Linked DNA regions of Rattus norvegicus: region 1 is linked to region 2. The links are chromatin contacts, called in public Hi-C maps. All regions are on one chromosome and are shown on one strand. Each heading gives the region's core, a stretch centred on a gene start, on an enhancer-like site or on the middle of the called end of the contact. The rest is flanking DNA. Distances are from core to core; before and after follow the strand shown.

Region 1 (7,145 bases), core at 269-2,768, 240 kb before region 2:
TCCATAAATTAGCCCGTCAGTTCCTACATTAGGCTCTAGATTCCCACCTGCATTGCCAAAAATGCAATAGTATGTTCATTATGATTTCCCCCACCTACTGCTGTTTACTTTTAACTCTGACCTTACTTTTCTATGATTAGCCGTCTCTGTTTTAAGAAGGGTGTTATTATTATATCATGCATGTGGTATGTGTAAGAGGAGTGTCAGGTCAGCGCTTGGTATGCATGTGCAACAAATCAGAGAACAACTTTCAAGTCAGGTCTTTTCTTCAACTTTTACCTGGGCTCAACCTGCGTTTCCTCATTTCCTGCAGGTTGTCAAGATCGACAGCAAGCAGCTTTTATCCACTAAGTCATTCTGCTGGACTTGTATTTAGCCTTCTTCTATAAAACATTTTAACTCTCTATTTATAGAAAAGCAGAGTTAGTGAGGTATGCCTTAAGTCCTGACGTAAGTCTAACTGTGCCTGTCTTTGGTGAGGGCTTGGAGTAGGAAATTCATTAGAAATGCTTTCTTCCTTCACTTCCTGGTATGATCTTTATCAACACTCCCTCCATATGCACAGGGAAGTCTTTCAATATCTTCTGCTCCAGGGAAGCCTCTGTCTGCCAGGAACAACTCTGGACTCAGCAGCTGGCAAGACGACTTTTTGGCTGCACACAGTGACAGGCCAACTGGTCCTGGATGCATGTCTTTCTGTGTGCATCATCACCCCCAAACACTTATGAACTGCCAGTTTGCTCAACCTCAGCAAACACTGAGAGACAGGCCAGCTAGAACTTCCATATTCTGGTTGCAAGGTCAGTACCAACCATAATTTAGTCAGACACTGCATGCTCATTTGAAAAGATGAGCTAAATGCCGAAAATAGTTTTACTATGATTTAGCAAGCACCAAGAATATATAATCGCAGGGATATCAGTAATGTTTAATACTTAGAATTGTCACAAGGAAGTTTATTTCTAAGTAGAAAATCATTATTAACTATATTCTGCTCTGCTTTTTTTCAAACCACCCTAAGTATATTCTGCTCTCCATTTCTCAATGAATAATCAAAATAAAGCTTGAAATTTGAACGAAATAAGATGAAGCTGTCCAAGAAAATGGAATAAGAAAAATGACTGGAACAGAGAAAGAAAAGCAATGTTTATGGGAATATATAAAAGAAAATATTGAAGACAAAAATGAAGAGGGTGGTATTAAAGGGAGGACTTGATAAAGGTGAAAAGTCAAGGAAATTAGTGCATTGACAGAGGAAAGAAAATGATACATGGTTTAGAATTGAATGTATCCCTGAAAATGTATGTTTCCCTACTGGACTGTCTGAGGACAACTTGAAAGGGTCATCATTTGGTTTTGTGAAAATTCCTCCATAATGATTTTCCATATTAATAAGTCACAAGGTTTTCTTTATGAAAAGCTTCGCTTATAATAAGAACCAGTTGTGCAACGCTGTAACAGTTAAGCATAATGTACCAGGAACATTCTCAGCGAGCTATTGTTTAACAGAGAATCACTTCATAGACTTCATGGGGATCCTTGCCTCAGCTAAGTATCGGTTGAATAGTGGAGCTCTTAACTCCACAGTGAGGGATGCCAAATGTGATTCAACTGTTTTCTCCGCAATACTTCCAGTGTCTCACTAGCTGCATAAATAGTTCTTTGTAGACAACTCAAAGTACACTATTTATGTCACATAATTGACCTCTTCACTGACATAATTCATTTTCATCATTAAAAATATTGCACAGTACTACTTTTCTTTTATGATTCTTTTCATATTTATACAGAAATAACATTTCTGATCCATGTGGATTTAACTCAGGAACAAATACAATATTAAGCTATATAATCTACAATCACACTTCTTACTTTTTTCTTATTTTTTCTCAATAGATATTTTAAAGATTCCAAGGATTGTATGTAAACAGATTTTAAGCACAGAAGAAAAAGTTCCTCAAATTTAAAGACTACTGTTCATCACACATTGGTTTTCATTATACAGAGATTTTCTTCTGTCTGAGAGACCTCACTAGGTAAAGATATATTTATTGAATATAAGTTTGCTTAGGTTTCAGATTCCTGAACAACAGTATGCTGTGCTTTTTCTTGAAATTATTCAGTAAATTTTCTTTCATTTTTTAGCATAGGTTTTAACATGAAAAGTTAATCATTATCACTGAATTTGGCAATAGAACAATAGACCCAGAACTTGAGGACTCTATATGAGGAAGAAAGGGAACACCTTTCTGGGAATGCTGGCAGGCTGGTGATCTGAGGTGTCATTCCCAAAAGCCCAATCTTCTTTTTTATGGACCGAAATTGCTAAGCAAAGCAATATATCTGGTGGTATTGAACTCAGCAGGGCATAAATAGACTGGAGGAAGGACGGAAAGGAGAGAAGTGATGTTATCACATTTTAATCAAAAATGAAAAGTAAAACAATAAAGTAGTGCACATCCTAAATAAGTATACTGAAAAGGAAAAGGATGAGGAAGAGGAGGAGGAAGAGGAAGAAAGCGAAGGAGAAGAAAAGGAAGAAGAAAAAAGAGAAGAAAAAGGAGAAATAGCAGCAGTAACAACAGCTTTAAGATCAGATGAAGTTTAAGCTTCTGAGTTATCCCAACTTGGATGTTGCTTTTGATGTAGATCTAGCATCATTCACTAGACTTTTACAAACTCTCATTGTCGTGGTTTGAGTATGCTTGGCCTAGAGAGTGGCACTATTTGGAGGTGTGGCCTTGTTGGAATAGGTGTGCCACTGTGGGTGTGGGGTTTAAGACCCTCATCCTAGCTGCCTGGAAGTCAGTACTCTCCTAGCAGTCTTCAGATGAAGACCTAGAACTCCCAGCTCCTCCTGCACCATGACTGCCAGGATGCTGTCATGTTCCCATGTTGATGATAATGATTGAACCTCTGAACCTATGAACCATCCCCAATCAAGTGTTGTCCTTATAAAAGTTGCTGTGATCATAGTATCTGTTCACAGCAGTAAAACCCTAAGATGCTCATGGAGAAAAAAACATCGTATTCTTTGCAATATTTATGTACTGAGAAAAGATTCACCAACATTTCTTGGTTTTCAGACCTCTGTACTCTGGACAAGAAAGATAAACCATTATGTTTTAATTTTAGTTTTTATTTATTTTAATTTAAAGTTTACTATGAATTTTGAAGGTCAGCATTCCTATCCTATAGCTGTTTTTCCTTAATCTGCATCATAATCAGCTAGTTAGTAACCGCATAAAAATCACCTGGCTAGTTACTTTTTATGACAAAATACATTATAACGTGGGTAATTTCTGTTAGTATAAATATATTGCCATACTTTAACAGCAAAATGTTCTTTTTGGTCAGAGTTAACATATTTTATAGGACTGTGAATGGTTACACTGACCACCAGCCGGAAGTGGGGTAGTAAATGTGTACAAAGAAGACAACTGGAAGATACTTTCTGTTCAATCACTAGTTGGAATTTTTAAAATGATTTCCTGTGTAAGAGGCAAAAGAATAAACTATATTTTTATGTAAGCAAATTAAATTGAATTAAAAAATATTTGAAATCAGAGCCTAAGGCGAGGATACAAGAATGCAATTAATTAATCAAATACTCTTTGGAACAGAAGAATAAATGAACAGTATAAATTTAGGGAGATGATAAGTGTTATTTTTTGGTCACCAAGGAAACAGAAGGGATGTTAGATCCCCCACTGTAGATAACAACATAGGACAAATTTATTAAATGACTTATATTGAAGCTTTTAAAAAGGCCTCAATGAAACATGATATTTTGGCTACTGACATACATTTGGCAATACCTGTCTCTTGGAAGACAGCTTCTTCCACTAACATGGGGATTGAGGAAGGATAGGTATATGCTCCTTGATTATCTTCCTGATTTTTGCATCCCTATCTGAGGATAACTATACTCCCTATCAGTCATGAATTTTATTACAAAATGCTTAGTGAGCTCAGCATTTAATTGGAGTTTCAGAATTCTAAACAACGAGTTGAAACATGTTTCTAACCCTAACCACTCTCTGCTTCATGGCTATAAGAAGATTACATTTTTAAAATGCCCTCAGAGACTATTAGGGCTTCATATGTAAGTAGCATATATGCATATGTGTATGCATATGTGGATAGTGTATTCTGTGTAGTTTTCTGCAGAATACTATGTTTGTTACTTATCGGCTATATACACTATAATCTGATACATACAATATTTTTATACATTACCATTTGCTATTTGTTTTAATTCCATGGTCACCAAGATTCTTTTCGTTGGACTTCCTAGGATTACCAATAAGACAATATATCTAAATCCAATGTCTTAACTGAGACTTCTTGAATAAAAACTAAAAATAAAACAGCACATCAAGATCAATAGGAATTATATAATTCTCAACCTATTTCAATTTTGAAATTTAAAATTTTCCCTACCTATTCATCTATCTCTCTGTATGTGTGTGTATGTATATATATAATTTCAATCATCAGTTCATCATTTATTATTATCTACCTCATACATAATCTTTGCAATAGTGCTAGATATATTCAATATAACATTCCATGTCATAACTTTTAGGCAACCTAAAATCTGCACACTGCAATTCAGTCTCCTTAGTTACAAATTTGTTTATTCACCACCAAACATTTCTGTCCATTATGTCTGTGAGAGCCCAGTCTCACACACTCACCTTGTCAATCTGTTTCTTGAGACTAGCCTTGGTGCCGTGTGGTGTATGAACACTCATTCAATAGAAGACACGACTCATTTCAATATAAACATTTTAATGATAGAACCCTACACAGACATTCGTTTCAGTATATAAGAATTTGGAATATTTGCTTAAAGATGAGTGATAACTGGAAGCTACTGTATTGCCTACAGGTTTTATTTAGTTCTTGGGACAAAGGAGCTCAAGCCTCTTTCCATTCTGTCATACAAAGGCTTAGTCATTTCCACAGAATACAGCTGAAGTGCACGGGGGCAGAGGGAGATACAATGTGACTCTATTTCCTTCTGCCATCTGAACTTGAACAGTGGACTACAGTTCACAGCTGAGGAAGCAGACTGATAACGATCTCAATCTTCAGTGGATCAGAGTACAACATGGAGTGGAAAATGGGAGGTGGCTCTGCTAGAGAAAATTGCGACTGTTTGTCTTGAATATGTTTGACAACAGCACTTTCATTATTAGAAAACTTTTGACTTTCCCCACCATTATGAAACTGATTAATAAGCCTTCTAAACCAAAATAAAACTAATTCCATGCCATGAGACATAATGAGTTTTCTTGACCTAAATATAACACTTTTCTTAAGGTATAAAGAATTAGGTTTCAATATTTTCTTTTTTCTGTGATATCGCTCTGTTGTTTTTGTATTGTTTTTAAATCCTTAATGAGAAAGTAATTTCATTTATCACTGAAAACGTAAAGAAGAGTAATCTGATATTTTGCTGAGAGCAAACCAAGTTTAAAGGATCCTTTTACTTCTGGAAAATCAAAGTAAAAGGAGAGGAGAAAAGAAATGTGTACATCAAAAGAGAAGATCTATGGAACTTAAGGGAAAAACTAGAAATGGTTTCTTTAGGTGGAAAAGAAGATACAGCTTAAAATCTGCAAAGTATTTTTCAATTTTCAAAAGTTTATTAGACTCTGAATTTTGAAATTGTCATTATATATTAGATTACCTAAATTCATTTTAATTCCTTAGAATTATTATTAATTCCTTAGAAAACACTTAAAGCTTTTATTCATGCAGGCAAATAAAATTGTTTAAATTTGAAATGAATGTCCATCTCTACATCCCAACATTTAGTTCCTTCCACGGTATAGAAAATAAAAGATTTAAAATATTATAGGTAGATATTGTTTATGAATTTTTTAAGTTAGTACTTTTACTATTTTCTTTTTAATTAAATATTTTATTTATTTACATTGCAAATGTTAAGTCTTTTTCCAGCTTCCCCTCTGGAAACCCCCTATACCATCTTCCCTCCCCCTGCTTCTGTGAGGGTGCTCCCTCACCATCCCACCAACTCCTGCCTCCCTGCCCTGGCATTGCCCTACACTGGGGCATCAAGCCTTTCCAGGACCAAAGGCCTCTCCTCCCATTGATGTCTGACAAGGCTATCCTCTGCTATATATGGGGCTGGAGCCATGGGTCACTTCATGTGTACACTTTGGTTCGTAGTTTAGTCCCTGGAAGCTCTGGAGGGGTCTGGTTGATTGATATTCTATTTCTGTCTATGTATCTTAGGTCCCCCTCATCCAGCAAGGACTTTAGTAAAATGCCTTATTTTTCTGGGTCTAAATTTTCAATAATAAATCACAAGCAGAGATGTGCTGTATAGCTATGAAAATGAAGGGCTTTCAGCAGCTTTCACTGCTGGTAAACGATGATTCCAGGGTGGCTAGAGCTAGAGATTATTCTAAAGCCTGTATCAGTGAACTCTATAAATTGTTCACATATTTAATATTGACAAAGTCAGCTTTCCCGTGTCTTGGAAGATTGATAACTGCTCCGTACTCTTAAATAAACACTTTATTCTATAGCATTATGATGTGCACTGGTCACTGTGTCATTGAGAGACATTAAAAATCAACAGGAATCAAGTAACTAGCTCTTCATCAAAAAAGTCCTATGAATAACCCTTTGCATATAATAGAGACATACTCTGCAGGCTTGGATCAGTGCGTTAAATGCTCCTTCAGTATGCATTGGCACAGCGGACCATAGCATTTCTGAAAGAGCCATTATAGTCCATCATGTCAATGGTCTGTGGACGAGGACTCCCTTAGTATGCATTGACACGATACACTATCATGGCGTCAGAACATATGATTATGATTTCAGTGGATGAACCATAATGGGTGCATTAAGATTTCAGTGAAATTTCAATGGAAGCATCTCATACAGTTCTCATGAGATCATAATGACTCAGATAGCTTTGTTATTTCCTCAATAGAAGCTGAGTGAGAGAAGGAGAGAGAGATGCAAACATCAGATTGTGTTCTTTGAAATTTGGGTGTTTATAAAGCCTCTATGCACAACATATCATTTCCTGAAAACAATAAACAATCAGAGATGAATTTTCAGACAGGTTTACAAAAGAATAATGATGAAAGTTAGCCACA
Region 2 (6,988 bases), core at 867-3,366:
GCTGTCCAGGGCTCGAACTGTGCTTACCAGGTACCCCAGGCCAGCATTGCGCGGGACCTGCAGTTCAGCGGTGTCGTTCTGTAGAGTGGGAAGCACAATCACTGGAGCGTTGTCATTCACGTCTAACACTGTCACCCTCACCGTGGCGTTGCTCTCCAAATGCGCGGGCGCCCCCGAGTCCTTAGCCAGCACCTTGAATTCAAAAGCCTTCGTCTGTTCATAGTTAAAGGAGCGCAGGGCATATATGGCCCCGTTAGTGGGGTTCACGGACACATAGGTGTAGATGGACACGTCACCGATGTGTGAGGGGAGAATGGAGTATGACACTGTCCCATTTTGGCCTAGGTCGGGATCCTGGGCGAGCACTGACCCGAGGTATTCTCCTGGAATATTGTTCTCATGTACTTGGAGCACGTACAGTCCTTTGGTGAAACGAGGCGGGTTGTCATTCTCATCCAGAATCTTGACAGCGAAGGACTTGGTGGAGTTGAGTGGAGGGGAGCCGCCGTCCCGGGCCACTATTGTCACATTGTACTCGTCTTGTGTCTCACGGTCCAGCGGACGGTCAGTCACCACGGTGTAGAAGTTGTCATAGTTTTCTTCCAGCTTGAAGGGGACGGAACCAGGACCTCCCAGGCCACCTCCACCCCCAGTCCCTCCTCCACCTAGAACTCGACACTGAAGCTGCCCATTCTTGCCTGAGTCTCGGTCAGTGACCCGAACTAGGGCGATGACTGTGCCAGGCGGGGCGGCCTCACTCAGCGCCCCCTGGCGCACGGAGACGAAACCAATGGACGGCGCGTTATCGTTGCGGTCGATGAGCTTGACTGTGACCTTGCAATGGGCTGGAATTGGGTTAGGTCCTAGGTCTCTGGCCTGCACGTCGATCTCTAACATGCCGTTCTCCTCATAGTCCAGGTTGCCCTTAACGCGGATCAGGCCAGTTTTAGGATCGATGGAGAAGAGCTCCCGCACGCGGTCAGGCACATAGCTACTAAAGGAGTAGAGGACTTCTCCGTTGGGTCCTTCATCAGCATCGGTGGCGTTCAGATCAATGACCACCGTACCCAGTGGAGCGTTCTCGGGCAGTTCCACCAAGTACGATGGAGCCTCGAAGACTGGACTGTTGTCATTGGAATCGATCACCTTCACATTGATCTGCACCGTAGCGGAGCGTGGAGGCTCCCCGCCATCCAGGGCTGTCAGCACCAGAGTGTGGTGGTTCTGCAGCTCGCGGTCCAACGCCTTTTGGATGACTAGCTCTGGGAACTTGGTGCCGTCGCCGCGGGACTTGACGTCCAGTGCAAAGAGGCCATGATCATCGCGGGTGAGCAGATAGGTGCGGAGCCCGTTCTCGCCAGCGTCTGGGTCGTGAGCGCTCGTAAGGGGGAAGCGGGTGCCGGGTGCCGCGTTCTCGGAGATGTCCATTTCTATCTGATCTGAGGGAAAAGAGGGAGCGTTGTCGTTGATGTCCTGGATCTCTACCTTGATCATGCAAATCTCCTTGTCGTTAGCGAACACCTCTAGGGAGAGCTGGCACTTGGCATTGTGGCGGCATAAGGACTCACGGTCGATTCGCTGTTTGGTGTAGAGGAGCCCGCTGTCAGCATCCACGTCCAGCAGATGTGGTGCGGAGTTCTCCAGCACCCGGTAGCTGCCGGACTTGCTCCTCCCGCTGCCGCTGCCGCGCTCAGCGGGCGGAAGCCCGGGCTGCAGTCGGGCATCCTTGCCGATGTTGCCTATCACCGTGCCGGCCCCTTGCTCCTCTGGTACTGAATAGTTGAGGTTTTTGAGTGTCAGGGCAGGGGCCCACAAAAGAAAGCAGCAACAGATGGAAAGGTACATCCCAGACCGTTGGGGTGGGAACCGGAGCAGCCGGACTGGAGGTGCTAGCTGGTGGGTGCGCGCCAGTCTGGAACCGGGGCGGAGCGTAAGAGCTCGGAGCGAGCCACAAGTCTGCGAGTCCTTCCTTCCCTCCGCACCCGGGCTGCGGCACCAGGCAGTCTCTCCTTATTCCGCTCAAGTTGCCCGAACCTGTTGATCTACAGCATTCGCACAGAGAGAGATGAAGCCGCGCTGCGAAGCTGCAGCAGCTCCGAGCAAAGGCGGCGACTCCCTGCGGCTGAGGGCAAGCCCAAGGCTTTGTCTCTCCCGCCTGGACTTCAGGAGGTTCAAACTTGCGTGATGAGGCTGGCGATAAAAAGGAAATCGAGTCTGGAAGAGATGATAATGAGCCGAAGGATTGGTGGGTTTTCCTCACTCCCGCTAGGCGCTGCAAAATCCACTCCCTCAGGCAGCCTACAGAATACTCTTCAAATCGAGTGGGGGAGGGCTTCGGGAGGTGTGTCTCCAGGCAGATCAGAAAGTGGAATCCTTTAGTTACTGGTATTCGGTGACGAGATTGATGGGAATGAGTAGGGACGAAGAAAGAGTCACAGATACATATGTATATTTGAGGCTGCCCTGGCTCACAGAGAAATGTCTGCTCGTTGTGCAGGATGGTCGGCTTTTAGGCACTGTATTGCTGCATTTAAAGATCTAATCTTGCATTGCTGGCTTAGGCAGCGGCGGCGGCAGCGGACTGCATCTGCGAGCCAAGTATTTTTTTTTTTCCTCTTCTTTTTCTCTCTTCTTTCCGAGCAGCCAGAGGGAGGGGAGGAAATGCAGCGGAAAAAAAAAAGTGTCCCGATTTGTAGTTTCCTCCCCCTTACCAAGCTCCTCCTTCTCCTCCTCGGAGAAGGTTCTCCCCCAAAATCAAGAAAGCCACAGCCTGATCAGCATTTGCGCCGAGAGCCTGTTGGGAGGAGAAAATAGAGAGATATATCTCCGCGTCTGTTCGTAGAACACTCTGGTGTCTCTACGCCAAGCCCGGAGCCGCCACTACCATCCCATCCTCTTCCTGCAAGCAGAGACTCTTCTGCCTGCAGTTTAATTCCAGTTTGCTTCTCTCGCCAGGCGAAAGGAAATCAACAGGCAACTCATGGTTAGACGTGCAGATTTGAAGGGGGAGGGGGGGGCAGACGAGAAAGGAGGAGGGAGCTACCCTCCCAGTCCTAGCACACACACACACTCGCCCTGTCTCTCGCTAGGAGGGAAACAGTCTCTGCATTCACAGGGCTGGGCTGTCAAGTGGCTCTCTTTTCTTTCTATTCAGCACCTCCTTCCAGTGGCCCAGCCTCCCAGTCCTTTTCATCTAGAAAAGAAAACCTTGGCGAGGAAAAAGAGTGGTGGATATTTGAAGAGAATACAGTGTAGGCTTCCCCCCTTATTATTAGTAGTAGTATTTTAAATTGGAGGAGTAGGGTGGCTGGAATACATCAAGGCTTGGCGTGATGCATTCTGCAGTCTGGCTCTCACGGTCTCTGGTCGACTTGGAGAAGGCAGAGGGTGAAGAGCTGCAGCCACCGCGGTTCTGCCAGGGCACCCACCAGGGGAAACTACCTCCACCTCCAAGGGGAGGTTAGGCATGGGTTGATCTACACATTATTTCCGCTTCTCCAGGCGCCTCGGTATACGGGAATGACACATCCAGAAATGCAGGTGTTCTGATCTGCGGGATGAGTCAGAAGCAGAGGAACGAATCGTATTCACTCTCTCCTCACGGTCCTTCGTTCACAGACATTAGTTGAGGCTTCTTCTTAAGGCTTTCTCTGACTCACTCAATAGGAAAAACAAAAAAACAAAAAGCAAACAAACAAACAAAAAAAAACCCCACAAATTCACGTCGAGGGGTGGAGGGGGGAGGAGAAAATGAGAAAAAGAGCGTGGGGGGAGGAAGGCAAAGCTGAATCCAGGAGCACTTTTACTCTACCTCTTTCGGCCGGAGTCCGAGGCTCTGCAAAACAAGGCGTCTGCTTTGCTTACGAATATTTATTTGTTTTTGAAAACCTTTCCACTTGGTTAGGCGTGAGATGCCCCCAAATCTCTCAGTCTTAGGGGTAGGGGCACGTTTCCAGTAATGATCACAGCTTAGCCCAGGATCATAGTTCAAGATTTTCCTCCCAATGGTCTCTGTTCACAAAGTCCAGCATCGGTGTGCATAGCTAATAGTCTGTTGTGGAGCTTTATTTTTTTTTAATTCCTCCTTTTTTTTTTCCTGTCACGAGTGGTCTCTTTCAGTCTGGTACGGTGGTGCCTTTCAGGATCACCCCAAAGCCTGAGAAAGACGTGCAGGTTTCAAACCGAATAAATCCATCTCCGCCAGCCAAGACGCGGAGGAAATGGAAGGTGAAAATTCAATTCAACAGTTGGAGTAGCGTTTCCGAGCTGCCCTCCTCCGCTGCGGCAGCCGCCGGGCTCGCAGTCCGGATTCTCTCCCCAGCGTCTCTTGCTGACTGACTCTATTCACCTCACGCCGCCGCTTAAACATTGATACTGATTCTCTGCCAGCCAATCGGCGTGGGGAGCCAGACCCTGCCTTCTCGGCCCACGCCCAATGGGAGGCGGAGAAACGGTAGGCGGGGGCGGGGCCAGCAGCTCCGGAGCTTTAGAGTCATTGACTAGCTGAGTCCGACCGGAGAGCATCTAGGCCCGCAGAGCCCGCGCTAAGTCTCCGCGGCGGCGCCCCTGGCTGAGCCACTAGTCGCCCCGGTCCTTAGCTACAGGGAAGAAGCAATACGGCAGTCTTCCTTTAGAAAGAGAAAAGTTTGACAGTGATTTGATTTCATGTGGGGATCGGATGTAAAGCCAGGCATGGGGATCCCGGCAGACTTTGCAGAGGGAAGTAGCTGCGGTCTTCCTGATGTGTTCTTGTCCACACACCAACACCGGTCGTCAGCTTACACACACAAACACTGGGCCAAGGGAGTTGCGGATTTTCTGACTCCTCGTGCACTCATCTGAAGGAGGTGCGGAGTGGATGCGTGAGCGCGCATGCGTGCGCGTGCCCGAGAGAGAGAGAGAGAGAGAGAGAGAGAGAGAGAGAGAGAGAGAGAGAGAGAATGTGTGTGTGTGTGTGTGTGTGTGTGTGTGCGTTTTCTCACGGTGTGATGTATATTTCAGTGAATGCCAGTAAAGTCCAGTGTTGGAGAGCTGTCTGTGCTAGCTAGCTCTGGAACAAACACGCCGCAAGCAACAGTAATCAATATGTAACTTTCCTCATCCTCAGAGAAATCCCCGCTGTCCCCAGGCACCCATGCAAGGAAAGTCACTTGATTATGAAAGTGTTTCAGAAGAAAAGCAGACGCGGGTGGAGAGAGAGGCAGTGTCTCGAAGGAGGGAACAAGGCTCTCTTAAGACATGTTTTGCAGCTCCCTGAAACCGAAATCTGGTTGAACAGTATTTAGAATTCTACCTTTTAACCATTTCCTGTCACAGCCCACATTCAAGGTAATCCAATATCCCTTAAGACCCATTAGCTTTGGTGTCTAGTTCAGCTCTGTTCATCTGACAAGTTCCAAATAGCAATTTGATAATTTTTGTTCAAATCAAATAACATTGATAATATTTATAAATCTCCAATGCATAGAAGCTGAACTTAGGCAAGAACTTATACCAGGAGGAGATCATATATTCAAAGATGCCTGTTTAAATATAATTTCTCCCTCTCCCCACCCCTCCCCTCTCTCTCTTCTCTCCCCTACCCCCACCCCTTCTAAATTTCTCATCTCCAGCTACTTTAGAATCTCAAAGCTTGCTTTTGCCTGAACTGCTTTCCCAAACATCCACAAGTCAGGACCAGTTTTGCTTCCGATTTAGCAGTTCTGGAAAAGAGTTAAGGGAGACAAAGGAAAACAATCGGTTGAAATAGAGAAGGTGAGTATTTTGATTGCTACGGTATTGATTGTAATTCATAAATACTGAAGTTAAGTTGCCATTTATGAATTGTGAATGACTAATACAAAAATATGTAACATGAATCATTCAGAATTTCAAAGGAAATCAAATCCAGAGCAATTACAAGAAAGCTCTGAATATTGTTTTGGAGACAATTGCTTAAACATTCAGATAAAGGAGCTATTAATTTCCCAGAGCCTCGAGGAGATAACCTATAGTCTGATTTTGCAGTCTGGTCTCATTCCAAACTTACCACTCCCTTGCGAGACCAACAGCTCAAAAATTCAAAGAGAAGACCTTTTTAGTCAGACCTTCAAATTCCAAAATGTTCCTTTCTTGTCTTTTCTAAATATGGTGTTTAGCATACATGTTTGTACTCAACAGAGGACTCAGCCTTGCTAAAATAAAAGCTGCTGTGCTAGGTTGTCTTTAACCACAAAGCCATGTATAGCCCTAGCTTTCTGTCTCTCTAGTTAGAAATATTGGTTCAACACATGGACTTTGGAAGTTGAGGCTTGTAGTCTTTATAACAAGAAGCTGCCTTGAGGAATAGTGATCACGCATTCACACGTTCATGTATCAATCTTTATGTTTTTATTTCTCTCTCACCCTGCCTCAGTTCTAAGGATAAACACCAGCACATTGCAAAGCCAAACAAGAGCTGTAGCTCTTAGATGTAGCTTCAGAAACATTGTGAATTACCTTCTAAAAACGGCCATTTTAAAGTCATTTTAATTGTATAGTAATGGGAAGTCTTTGACTTTCAGCACGATACAAAAACAAAACAATAAAACAATTCCAAGGAAGGCTGGGGTGTATTGATTACACTTAATTCAACACAGTGCTATGCAGTTGAAGAAAGATTGGAAACACAATGCCTAGGAAAGGACTTGATGACTTCCCCCTCCCCAGAGCAATTATGCCACACCGCCCCCTAGTGTTTGCTGAAAGAGCTGTGTGTATATGGGGAATGTTTTAGGGCATCTGCCAAGAATAATAATAAAAAAAAAATACAGAAGTATCTTTTTTATATTATATCTTTTTTATAATTCATATGGCTGTAATATCGGACATGGCAGTTGATTGTTTAATACTGACATGAATACTAAGTAACTAATTTTATAACGATGATTTATACCATTTTTTTGAAACCAGGAGTGAAACCAGTTGTTTGGCTTATTTTCAATTAGTTGTGATAATCATATTTAACTAA

Evidence for each region. Hi-C and Micro-C count contacts between places; a contact is called where the count stands out from the background.
Region 1: a Hi-C map of Schwann cells shows a contact between it and region 2, with 6 times the contacts expected there. The contact joins the enhancer-like site here to the promoter of Pcdh17 in region 2. A contact is called at or near these places in 2 of 12 Hi-C or Micro-C datasets (Schwann cells and mammary epithelial cells).

Annotation. Positions count from the first base shown.
Region 1 is chr15:66,869,339-66,876,483 of GRCr8, reverse strand. No RefSeq gene overlaps it. Among named protein-coding and RNA genes, the nearest start is that of Pcdh17, 240 kb to the right of the region's middle. Within about 2 kb of position 1,518, at least 4 of the 93 cell types and tissues checked have an H3K27ac peak or open chromatin away from gene starts, as enhancers often do. A contact at or near this core is called in Schwann cells, where this site is marked.
Region 2 is chr15:66,628,270-66,635,257 of GRCr8, reverse strand. It overlaps Pcdh17 (protocadherin 17), which reads right to left and starts at 2,116. Exons shown (of 6, transcript NM_001107279.1): 1 at 1,983-2,116; 2 at 1-1,912. The coding sequence starts at 1,845.